2 separate regions of the Mus musculus genome follow, and region 2 is linked to region 1. Evidence: chromatin contacts called from public HiChIP or PLAC-seq data. All regions are on one chromosome and are shown on one strand. The core of a region is the stretch at or near the end of the contact, and the rest is flanking DNA. Distances in the headings are between cores, read along the strand shown.

What was found. HiChIP or PLAC-seq counts read pairs in DNA pulled down with a chosen protein or histone mark.
Region 2: an H3K4me3 HiChIP or PLAC-seq map of bone marrow-derived macrophages shows a contact between it and region 1, with 4 times the contacts expected there. The contact joins the promoter of Vsx2 here to the promoter of Acot2 in region 1. A contact is called at or near these places in 2 of 115 datasets of contacts at active chromatin or transcription factors (bone marrow-derived macrophages and large pre-B cells).

The regions. Positions count from the first base shown.
Region 1 is chr12:83,984,704-83,989,630 of GRCm38.p6, reverse strand. It overlaps Acot2 (acyl-CoA thioesterase 2), which reads right to left and starts at 1,770. Exons shown (of 3, transcript NM_134188.3): 1 at 1,150-1,770. The coding sequence starts at 1,729. Heatr4 (HEAT repeat containing 4) reads left to right here and starts at 4,797. Exons shown (of 17, transcript NM_001376939.1): 1 at 4,797-4,900.
Region 2 is chr12:84,565,904-84,571,421 of GRCm38.p6, reverse strand. It overlaps Vsx2 (visual system homeobox 2), which reads right to left and starts at 1,594. Exons shown (of 5, transcript NM_007701.3): 1 at 1,110-1,594. The coding sequence starts at 1,479.

The DNA.
Region 1 (4,927 bases), core at 521-3,020:
GCCCTGGGTTCAGTTCCCAGCAACCACATGGTGGCTCACAACCATGTGATGGGATCTGATGCCCTCTTCTGGTGCATCTGAAGACAGCTACAGTGGACTTATATAAATAAAATAAGTAAGTCTTTGAAAAAAGAGGCTTGTCTTCCACATGACCAATTTAAACAAGAACAGAGCAAACACTGGGCCAGCACCTGCTCACGAACAGATGCATACTAAGATAGAAGGGGCCCTTGAAAATTCCTTCTTCATCATGCCCATGGGTGTGTGTGTACCTCTCTTTAACCACTTTTAGTTGTCATTTAAATATTTTGTTGATTTTGCTTACTTAGCCATTTTTGTTGTTGTTATTTTGAGGCAAGACCATCTAATATACCGGTATAACCCAGTAAGGCTCTGTAGCCAACAATGAACGAGAGCTTCTGGTTCTCCCACCTCGACCTGTGGGTGCTGGGATTGCAGTGCTGTGCCTTCTTGCCAGGTTTACCCTGTGCTGGGGATAGCACCCAGTACTACTCCAAGCAAGCACTCTACCAACGGAGCCACACCCTCTAGCCCAAGTGTATGAAGCTTGTCTCAATGTCAGAATACTAATGGCTTCTCCTGAGAGTTCTTTCCCCCATCACTGCCTGAGAGTTCTGTTGATTCTCCTGCCTCCTTTGCTGGAACCTCCATATGCAGCTAAAAACCAAGAAAAATTAAAAATATTGGAAACTTCGTAGAAGAGTGCTTGCCAAGTTTGAGTTCCCACACTGCCACAAGAAAAGACAGAAGACATTCTAAAAGAACATTAGGGGATGTGGGTGTAACACTGCGGACTTTATTATTAGGAGCCTCTCCCCTTGTCTTATGATGCCCTTTTAATTTAGCAGCGGAATTGAAGGACCAGCTTCAGGCAAACAGCATCACTATAACAGGCTTCTTCCGGTCCAGTCCAGTCCAGTCCAGTCCTATCTCCTTCCCACCAAGTCCTAGATCATTTGGAGCTACCCTTTTCTTCACTTCTGAGTTCGAGGCCAGCCTGGTCTAGAGTGAGTTCCAGGACAGCCAGGGCTATACAAGAAACCCTGTCTCAAAAAAAACCAAAAGCAAACAAACAAACAAACACCCACAGGGAACTTTGAGCAAAGGGAAATGTGGAGGGCTGCTCACCTGGGGGCAGGAAGAGCGTGGCGCGCACCCGGCCCTCTCGTACGGGCACGCGCCGCACCCCGGGAGCCAAGAAGTGACGCTCGTGCACCGCCTGCGCCAGCCGCTGCCCGCCATCGGGCTCGTGTCCGTCCAGCACCTCCAGCTCCACCAAGAAGGGCGTCTGCACGTCGCGCTTGATCAGGCGCCAGAGAGGCCGTTCGGGCTCCATGGCCCAGAGCAGCCCCATGGGCTCGAGCCCCGAGAAGCTGCCGCCCAGCGCGGGCGCGCGCGCCAGGTTCAGCTCGCCGCCAGCGTCGGCGCGGTAGCGCGCGTGGGCTCGGAAGAGCGCGCCCTTCTCGTCGCGCAAGGCAGAGCGCAGCGTGACGGGCTGCTCGGGGGCCAGGCCGCGCACGGCGATGCTCAGCGGCTCGTCCCAGCAGCTGCGGCCCTCGGGCTCTACGCTCAGCGTCGCATTTGTCCGCGCCCAAGTGGTCCGGCCACCAGTGCTGAGCGGCGGAGGTACAAACAGCCGCGCCCAGCTCTTCCAATCCTGTTGGCACAACCTGCTTGCTCTCAGGACAGCGAAAGACGAGGCCACCATTTTGCGTCGTTGACTTCAGCCCTCGGTTCCGCAGAGAAAGTTAAGAGATCCTCTAGTGGCCAGCTGCCTGCCTGCAGTCCTTAGACTGAGCTGTGTGCTTGCTGAGCTGGGAGGATCACAGAGCAAAGCAAGCAACAAAAGCAAAAGTAGTAGTGACGCTTTGACTAAGGCGTCTGTGCGTTAAGACTCCGTTATATCCGGAACCTAGCACTGTTTTTCAGGTGCTCTTTACCCCATGAAAAGTGGGCTGGACCAGGGCTCGCTCTTAAAAGCCTCTCACCCAATGAAACCTCCAGTCGCCAAATTCCTAAGGTTGCAGAGTCAAGAATGTGAGATTGCAATTGAGTTTCATCACGTCCTAGAGTAATAGACACTCGTTACTAATCTTAGGACTGTTCTTTCAAAAACGTGCATCATGATATTTTGTTTGTGTGCTGTTTGCGCGTGCTTAGTCTACACATTAATGTCCATGTCCAATGGCCTTAATGTCTCATGGGCTGTGTGACCCTTTACCTACATTCCACACTCGTGTAAAAATAGTCAAATGATGTCATAGTTTACATTGAGCTCGTCTTTTGACCCTCTAGGCAAACACTTTTTCCTACTCATCCCGGATTTTACACATTTCCCAAGTGTTATATAAGCTATTGCTTCCAATCAGTGATTTTTTTTTCTTCCAAGGCCTTAAACCTTACAAGGATTATTGCACATCTTTATTATTACAGAAACCTGAGACTATATAAGTTGTATTTGTCTCTGTTCCTAAGAAGACAACTGTGTTAGATTTTGTTTACTTGACCCAAACTAGAAACACCTTGGAATAGGCAGGGATCCTCACTTGGGGCAATGCCTGTATCATATTGGCCTATGTGTCACTGATGGTTTGTGTGGGAGGACCTAGCCCACTGCGGGAGGTTCCACGCTGGGCAGGTCAGCTAGATTTTATTAGAAAGCTGGGGGTGGGGATGGGGCCTGGAGAATTAGCTCAGAGGTTAAAAGTACAGGCTGTTCTTCCGAAGGACTTGAACTCATTTCCCTCAGCCATAAGGGAGCTCACAGCATTCTGCAAGTTCAACTCTAGGGATCAGAGACATACAAACGGTGTGTGTGTGTGTGTGTGTGTGTGTGTGTGTGTAGGGAAACAAGTCATTGCTCCCCTGTGGTTCACGCCCCCTGCTTGAGTTGCTGTTTGACTTTCCTCAGGAAATGAATGCCAAATACACCTTTTCCTCCGCTAGCTGTTTTTGGTCGGAGTTTTATCACACTTATAGAAAAAGCAGGCTAGGGTATCTACCTTGAAGATCTTGCCCAGGCAAAACTTTTCACCGAGTTTCAAATGACCTCGCACCGCACTGGTCATGGAACTTGGAAATAACTGTTTTTGTATTGCTACTATGGATTCTTCAACCTTATTTTGTGCATCCAGTCCCAGGAACCAAAAAAAGTAAATAATAATAATAGCTTATTTTTAATCCTAATAAGAACCCTATTTGGTGAACAATTAGAACCAGAGAGCCTGATTTGCTAAGGCACACACAGCTAGGCAACTGGAAATGCTGGATTCTACACCTTAGGGCACCATTCCCTGCCTATAAGGACCTTTAAATTCTTTAAGTGCCTCTCATGCAATGATGTCCTATATTGAGAAGAGAATTTAGAAAATGCACTCAAATACCTCCCCTCCACACCCAGCAATCTGTTAAAAAAAAGAAAAAAAAAAAAAAGACTATCATTCTGGTCTAAGACTACCTGTTAAAGGCAGTGCCCGGGAATGAGTTGTTGCAGCAGTGCTTGTAACACTCCAAGGTCCCTAACCATGTTTACTATGACATGCTGGGCAGCCAGACTATATGATTAAAATGAAGTATTAAAACTACAATAAAAAGCCAGGTACACTGGCTCATATCTGTAGTCCCAGCAGAGGCAGGAGAATCACTGCAAGTTCAAGGTCAGCCTGGGCTCCACAGCGAGCGCCAGGACAGCCAGGAGTACTTAGACAGCCCTTGTCTTTTAAAAATAATAATACCTCTAATCCCAGCACTTGGGAGGCAGAGGCAGGCAGATTTCTGAGTTTGAGGACAGCCTGGTCTACAGAGTGAGTTCTAGGACAGCCAGGGCTACACAGAGAAACCCTGTCTTGAAAAACCAGAAGAAGAAGAAGAAGAAGAAGAAGAAGAAGAAGAAGAAGAAGAAGAAGAAGAAGAAGAAGAAATAAGAGAAAAAGAATTTTAATTTATTTTGTTATGAAAGCTTATTAACTCAAAAGGATTGGTTTTTTTAAAAAAATGTGTATCTAAGCATCAGTAATGTCATATTTATAGCACACTTCATTAAATAATTTAACAAAACACTAAGTACTAAATGGATCCTGCTAATTTTGAAAGCTTAAGTACAACTGAAGAAGAAAAAGGACGGTAACACATGAATATTACACACTGAGTCTATTAGACAAGGCTGGACCTGGAAGTCTTCCTGTTGTTGGGACAAAGTAATTTTCCAAGCAGATGCCTGAAGACCAGCACTTCTACAGACTTGAAGTTGAGCTATCTGACGTACAAGATTTGAAGAAAGCACTTGTAAACAGAAACCACACAAAACAATGTCATTACCCCGTCATCCAGCCAGGACTTGGGGCACAGCTGGACTGGGGGAGGGGTGGTAGCAGAGGTGGTAAGAGGGGGATGGACCAGACCTGGGATACAGCTTTATCTCATCACTCATGCTACCTGCCTGGTAATCTGGAAAATGCCAGAGTTACGTATCCAGGTGTTCTGTGGTTGGCTCTTCTTGGTAGGATATAAGGGCTCCTGGGGGGGGGGGGGCGTGAACCTGTATAGACCTAGAGGGGTTTGTTGTAACAAATGGCCAGGAAATCCAGTGAGCTGCCAATCAACAAATATGAAACAATTTCTCAAAGTTCAGTTTACAAAGAAGGAGATTTGACAAGTAATTGAAGGTGTACTCCGCCAGAACCCACAGCTTCTGTGAATGGAATTTGGAATTCTGATGACTTGGTTGCTTGGTGACCACCTGGCAGCTTTGGAACCTAAGCAACTAAGGAATCTTTAAGCAGCAGTACGGCACTTGGGAGGTAATGTCAAACCACTGCAGCTTTGGTGGGATGAGAAAGCCTTCATCAGCATCACCTGCAGGAGGAGAGGGCAGGCTGAGGTAATGGAGAAGACTGGTGCTGTGTGA
Region 2 (5,518 bases), core at 345-2,844, 580 kb before region 1:
CCTCCTGGGTCCCGGTCACCATCCCCATCCCTACGCCCAGGCTGACCTTCTCCAGGTCGGCTCTTGAAACCACAGATTTTGGATAAATTTCGTTGCAAGAGAGGCCAAGGCCGGGGTGCGCCTGCACGCAGGGACGTGTGAGAATGAGGCAGGCACGGCGTTGCTGGTACCCCCGGCGGTGCTCCAAGCTTCGAGATCTTCCCCTCCGCCAACAGCTCCAACTCCCAGATCCAAAAGTTGACCCAAGGATTACAGGGCTGTTGCACGGGAGCTGGGGTTCCGGAAAGGACTGGAGACTGCGGGTTCGCTGTCTCTTTTGGGGCACCCACAAAAATGTTTTTCTGTTCGAGTTCAGAGAGCCTGCGATGAACCACTTTTCATTGTCCTGCTTCATTTAATACATTATCATGGCAGGAAAAATCTGGGGAAATACTGAGAACCGGCGAGCTAGAGCACACCGCCAGGGAAGTGGCCCTGACGGGGCGAAAGGAGGCTCATCCAGGGTCCTCGAGCCAGATAAAAATCGGGATCCGGTACACCGGTGCCGCTTAGGTTAGATCTGATGGCTGCCCTCTGGGTACCATGGTGGCTTGATTTTCCCAGTTCGTAGCGGGAGGAAATCGAACCTTAGCTAAGCAATATAGGTAGGGGTTTGGTACAGCAATACAGAAACTGGGAGGAACCGGGAGGGGGGCAACTTTGGACACAGGGACAAGTAGGAACAGCATCGGGCTTCAGAAGCGCAGGTCCTGCCCAAGGCCCGAACCTCGGTGGAGCAGTGAAGCTAGGGCCCAAGGAAAAGGATGCGCCAAGGATTCAGCTACCCGGAGCCAACATCCACTGGGGCCCCAACCCAGATATTCGATAGAGCATGGACTGACACTAGGTCCCAAGAACTGAGCAGGGGTCGGACAAGATGAATCTGAAAACCCTTGGAGTTTGGGTCGCTAGTCGGGGACCCGTTGACTTTAGGCCTAGCATGAGACCCCTTGTCCTGCAGGAACTTTTCCTCCCGGGGGAGGTCGGGGGCTCTCAGGCGAGATCCTACAGCTCCCGACTGTGACTTTCCCAAGCAGTGTAGCAGGCGAGCAGCCTCGCCCCTCACCTACCGGAGCTGGCCGTCTGGCTGGTGTCCAGCGGCCCCGACGCTCTGCCTAGTGGCTGCAAGTGGACGCTCTGCGGATCGGACAGCACTTCCAAGAAGGTGGGCTGTGTGTAGAAGCCGGGAAGTCCCCCGGGCCCCAGCAGCCCCATGCTGCCCACTCCTGCCGGGCTGAGAACGGAGCGCGCAGCTAACAAATGCCCAGGGGCCAGGCCGTCGAGGGCAGCCCGCGGGTGGGAGCTGGGAGGCTCCTTGTTCAAGCCTAGGATCTCCTGGATGCCGAACCCTGTGCACCTGGCCGGGGCGCCCCCCGAGGTACTCTTGGCCACTGTCTCGGATTTGGGCTTGCTCAGCGCTTCCCCCGCTTTCCCCGTCATCTCCCGGTTCTTTGGAGGGGCTGAGGCCGCGGGTCTTTTGCTCCCCCAAGCCCCCCCGCCGGGCTCCCCGCTTCGTGAAGTTGGTCCCAGGTGCCCCCTCCGGTGTCTAATGCTCTGGAGCCCCAAGGAGATTCCCTTTTTATCCAACCAGGCGGCAGCCCAAGTGGGGTCAGAGCTGAACAGCCAATCACCAGGGCCAGGAGCGATTAGGAATTCCAAAAAGCTGGCAGCTCCCGCCGCCACCGGTATCGAGGGGCCAGGGCGCAGCAGGCCCAAGTGTGGTGGGCTCTGCAGGGTGCCCTTGCAGGGACAGAGGTGAAACAGCCAGGTTTGGGGTTATTCCAGGAGATACCGTGGATAGCGGTTTTGAGCTGTATAACCTGGCTGGGACCAGTGCCTAGGTTAGCTGCGACAGATCCCTGGGGTAGGGTTGGGGGTGTGGGGATGGTCTGAACGCAAAGGCTAGGAGACCTCTCCCCCTCCCTTAACTAAGCAGCCTCAAATAGACTCAGACACGGGACAAGGAAGGCTGGAGGGCCCTGGACCGAGCGCTGGGCATGAGAATACAGAAAGGTGCTTAGCTGTGCAGAGGGAGATGTGTGGGTAGAGTTATCTCCCCAGCACGGGACATTATGTTCATTTCAGAAGAGCTGTTCAATAAATACTGGCCCACGTTAAAGGGATCAGGGTTAGGATCGAGCCCTCGTGGGAAAGAGAAACAGAGAGGGTTTTCGTTGACAACAAATATGGGGCCTTCCTCCCCTCCTATCCTTATCCAGTCCTCCTTACTCCACCACCACCACCCCGCCCCCACCACGCCACCTCTTTTTTCCTTGTGGTTTAAGACAGGACCTCTATATGGTCTGGGTTGTTCTCAAACTCAACATTCTCCTGTACTGTCCTCCCGAGGGCTGGGATTTCATTTGGGGGCCGACTTGACTATCCAGCTGTCTTTCTAAACGTCCTCAGAGAATGAGCGTGGAGTGCTTCCCTCGAAGATTGTATTTATTCTGTCCAACAGTCAGTAAGGATCAAGTACCTCGCAGCTTCGAGCCAAAAGCCTGAGGTTCTGCAGTAAACCAGAGAGGCAGGGTGTGAAGCTGTGATCGCCCCATGCAGAAGAAGGGAGCGGGGAGTAACTAAAAAGGAGCCGCTTTTCCCAGCTGCTGGGGGCCCTTGACTGCCTGCTTCTCCAGAGGCTTCAGAAGGGCACTCAGTGGGGACAGCTGAAGTGTGGTGAGAAGCATCCTGCTCAGGCGGGCTGGGAGAGTCACCTGGAGTTGGAGGCGTGGGGACTGGTGTTTCAAATATCCTTGCTTCATATCTCAGACTGGAGTGTGGTCTAAGTGTCAGGAGCCAAGGAGAACATGTGTCCCATACACATTCTAGACCTTCAGTTTAGCTCCTTGTTGCCCTCCCAGAACTGGAGATCACTTTATTAATTGGGGGGCTTCTCTATCCACTATATAGAACATATGATGAGGCAGGGGGATTGCTTTTGTTTTGTTTTTTGTTTTTGTTGTTGGTTGGTTGGTTTAGGGTTTTTGTTTTTGTTGTTTTTGAGGCAGGGTGTCTCTGTGTAGCTTTGGCTGTCTGAAACTCAGTCTATAGGCCAGTCTGGACTTGAACTCACAGAGATCCACCTACCTCTGCCTCCTTAGTGCTGGGATTAAAGGCCTGCGCCACCATCACCAGAAAAGATGAGTTTTAATGGATGGTTCTTTGCCCTTCAGGAAGAAGGTGAGGACAGGGCTAGTCACTTTGAGCAGAATGGGAAATGAGACTGCCGGGAGATTTCATTTGGAGCATCTTGGCTTGTCAGCTGCAAACCTTCAAAGCAAGGGGAACCTTCTAGCTCTCCTCGGTTGGCTACCATGGTGTCTGGTATTCTCGGTGGCCTCTACAGGGACAGATTGACAGGTAAGAGACACCAGGAAGGAACTTAAGCTTTGTTGAGCTGGGTTTGGCAGCACACATTGTAATCTGAGCGCCTGGGAGGCAGAGGCTGGAGAAGCAGAGTTCAAGACCATCTGTAGGTACATAGTGAGTTCAAGGCCAGCCTGGACTACCTAAGACCCTGTTCTCGAAAACAAAACAAGATCAAAACAGGAACTGAGGCTACGGCTCAGTTGGGTAAACACTCACTGTGCAAGCAGGAACTGAGTCCAATCCCTGGCACCCAGGGAAGAAGCTGGGCGTGGCAGGCAGAACTGTAAACTCAGTGCGAGGCAGGCAGGTCTCTGGGCCTTGCTGGTGCTAGCCTGCTGTGATAGTTATGACAATTGCCATGTAACAGAATCTAGAATCACCTGGGAGATAGGCCACTCAGCGTGTCTATGGAGGGTCACCCTTTAAAAATATTTCTTATTTGTATGTATGTGTTTGATTTCATTCATGTGTCTCTGTGTAGGGGTGTGCCATATGGGAGTAGAGCTGCCCCTGGAGGCCAGAAGCCTGCATCAGATCCCTTCAACCGGAGTCGTGGGCAGTTATGAGCTGTCTGATGCGAGTGTTGGGAACCAAACTCTGTAATAGTAGCGAGTAATCTTCACTGCCAGAGCCATCTCTTCAAGCCCTGGAAAATTATCTTGATTGCAGGAGTTGAGGTGGAGAGACACTCTCACTGTGAGTGATACCATGTCCTGGCTGAGATCCTTGATTCTATAAGTAAGAAAGCTGGGCTGGACACATTGCTCTTTCCAGAGGTCCTGAGTGTGATGGCCAGCATCCACACTGGTGACTGACAACTGTCAGTAACTCCAGTTCCAGAGGATCCAGTGCCCTCTTCTGGCTCCCTTGGGTGCTGACATACATATAGAATGTGTGTGTGTGTGTGTGTGTGTGTGTGTGTGTGTGTGTGTGTGTGTGTGTACATACACACAAATACATGTGTATATAAATATACATAAAACATAAATAAAATAAAGAGGAAGGCACTAAGCAGCAACACACGTCCATCAGTCGCTGCTCCCTGATTTTGCATTCAGTGTGACCAGATATTTCAAGCTCCTGCCACGCTGAATTCTCGGCAGAGATAGACTGTACTTTGGAACCTTGACACAGAATAAACTTTCTGTATTAATCCTTTAGTCAGAGTATTTTATCACAACAGTAGGAAAAGAAACCAAACTTCCAGTCCAGTTCCTAATCAGCGACCCCCTGGGAGAGACTCTGTCTAAAAAATAAACAAATTGGGCTGGAGCGATGGCTCAGTTGGTTAGGAGCACGGACTGCTCTTCCAGAGGTCCTGAGTTCAATTCCCAGCAACCACATGGTGGCTCACAACCATCTGTAATGGGGTCTGAGACACTCTTCTGGTGTGTGTCTGAAGATAGCTACAGTGTACTCATATAAATAAAAAATAAATCTTTAAAAAAAATAAACAAATTCAAAACCAAAACCAAAATAAAAACAGGCTTCCTAGAGAAAGAACATCCTGGGTTATTCTCTGTTCTCTATGTGCGTGTGCATACACTCACACACATGTCCATCTGCACATACATGAAGAATGCACATGGGAATTCCTGCACACACACACAAAAGAAACAAAACACAGCACAACCAGGCCTTGCGTTGCTTGGAGGTGTGTGGTCTCCTTCCTCTCCTCACTCTGCTGTGGTACATGAGAACTAGAACTAGGCAGACGGTACCTGGGAGATGTATGCCTGTCAGGGGCATTATGTCCCAGTCCGTTATGTGGTCATATCTGCTGTGCATAAACACTTAGTAGGTATCTGGTCCCTACTACATCCCTGTCAGGGAATGTGTTTTGGTTTGGATTTTGGTTTTGTGGAAGGCTTTGTTGTTGTAGTTTTGAGGCTTTTTGAGATGGGGCTCATGTATCCTCATGGTCTCCAATTCCTTGATGTATCCAGGGTTGGACTTGAACTCCCGATCCTCCATCTCCCAAGTTCTGGAGTCACATATATCTCCCAGACACCTGACTTACCATGTGTGGAAGTCAGCTTTGCAGGGATCTGCAATTTCAAGGCATCTTTCCCTTTGGGTTCTGTGGTGTTGGGTTCTAAGTAGTGCTCCT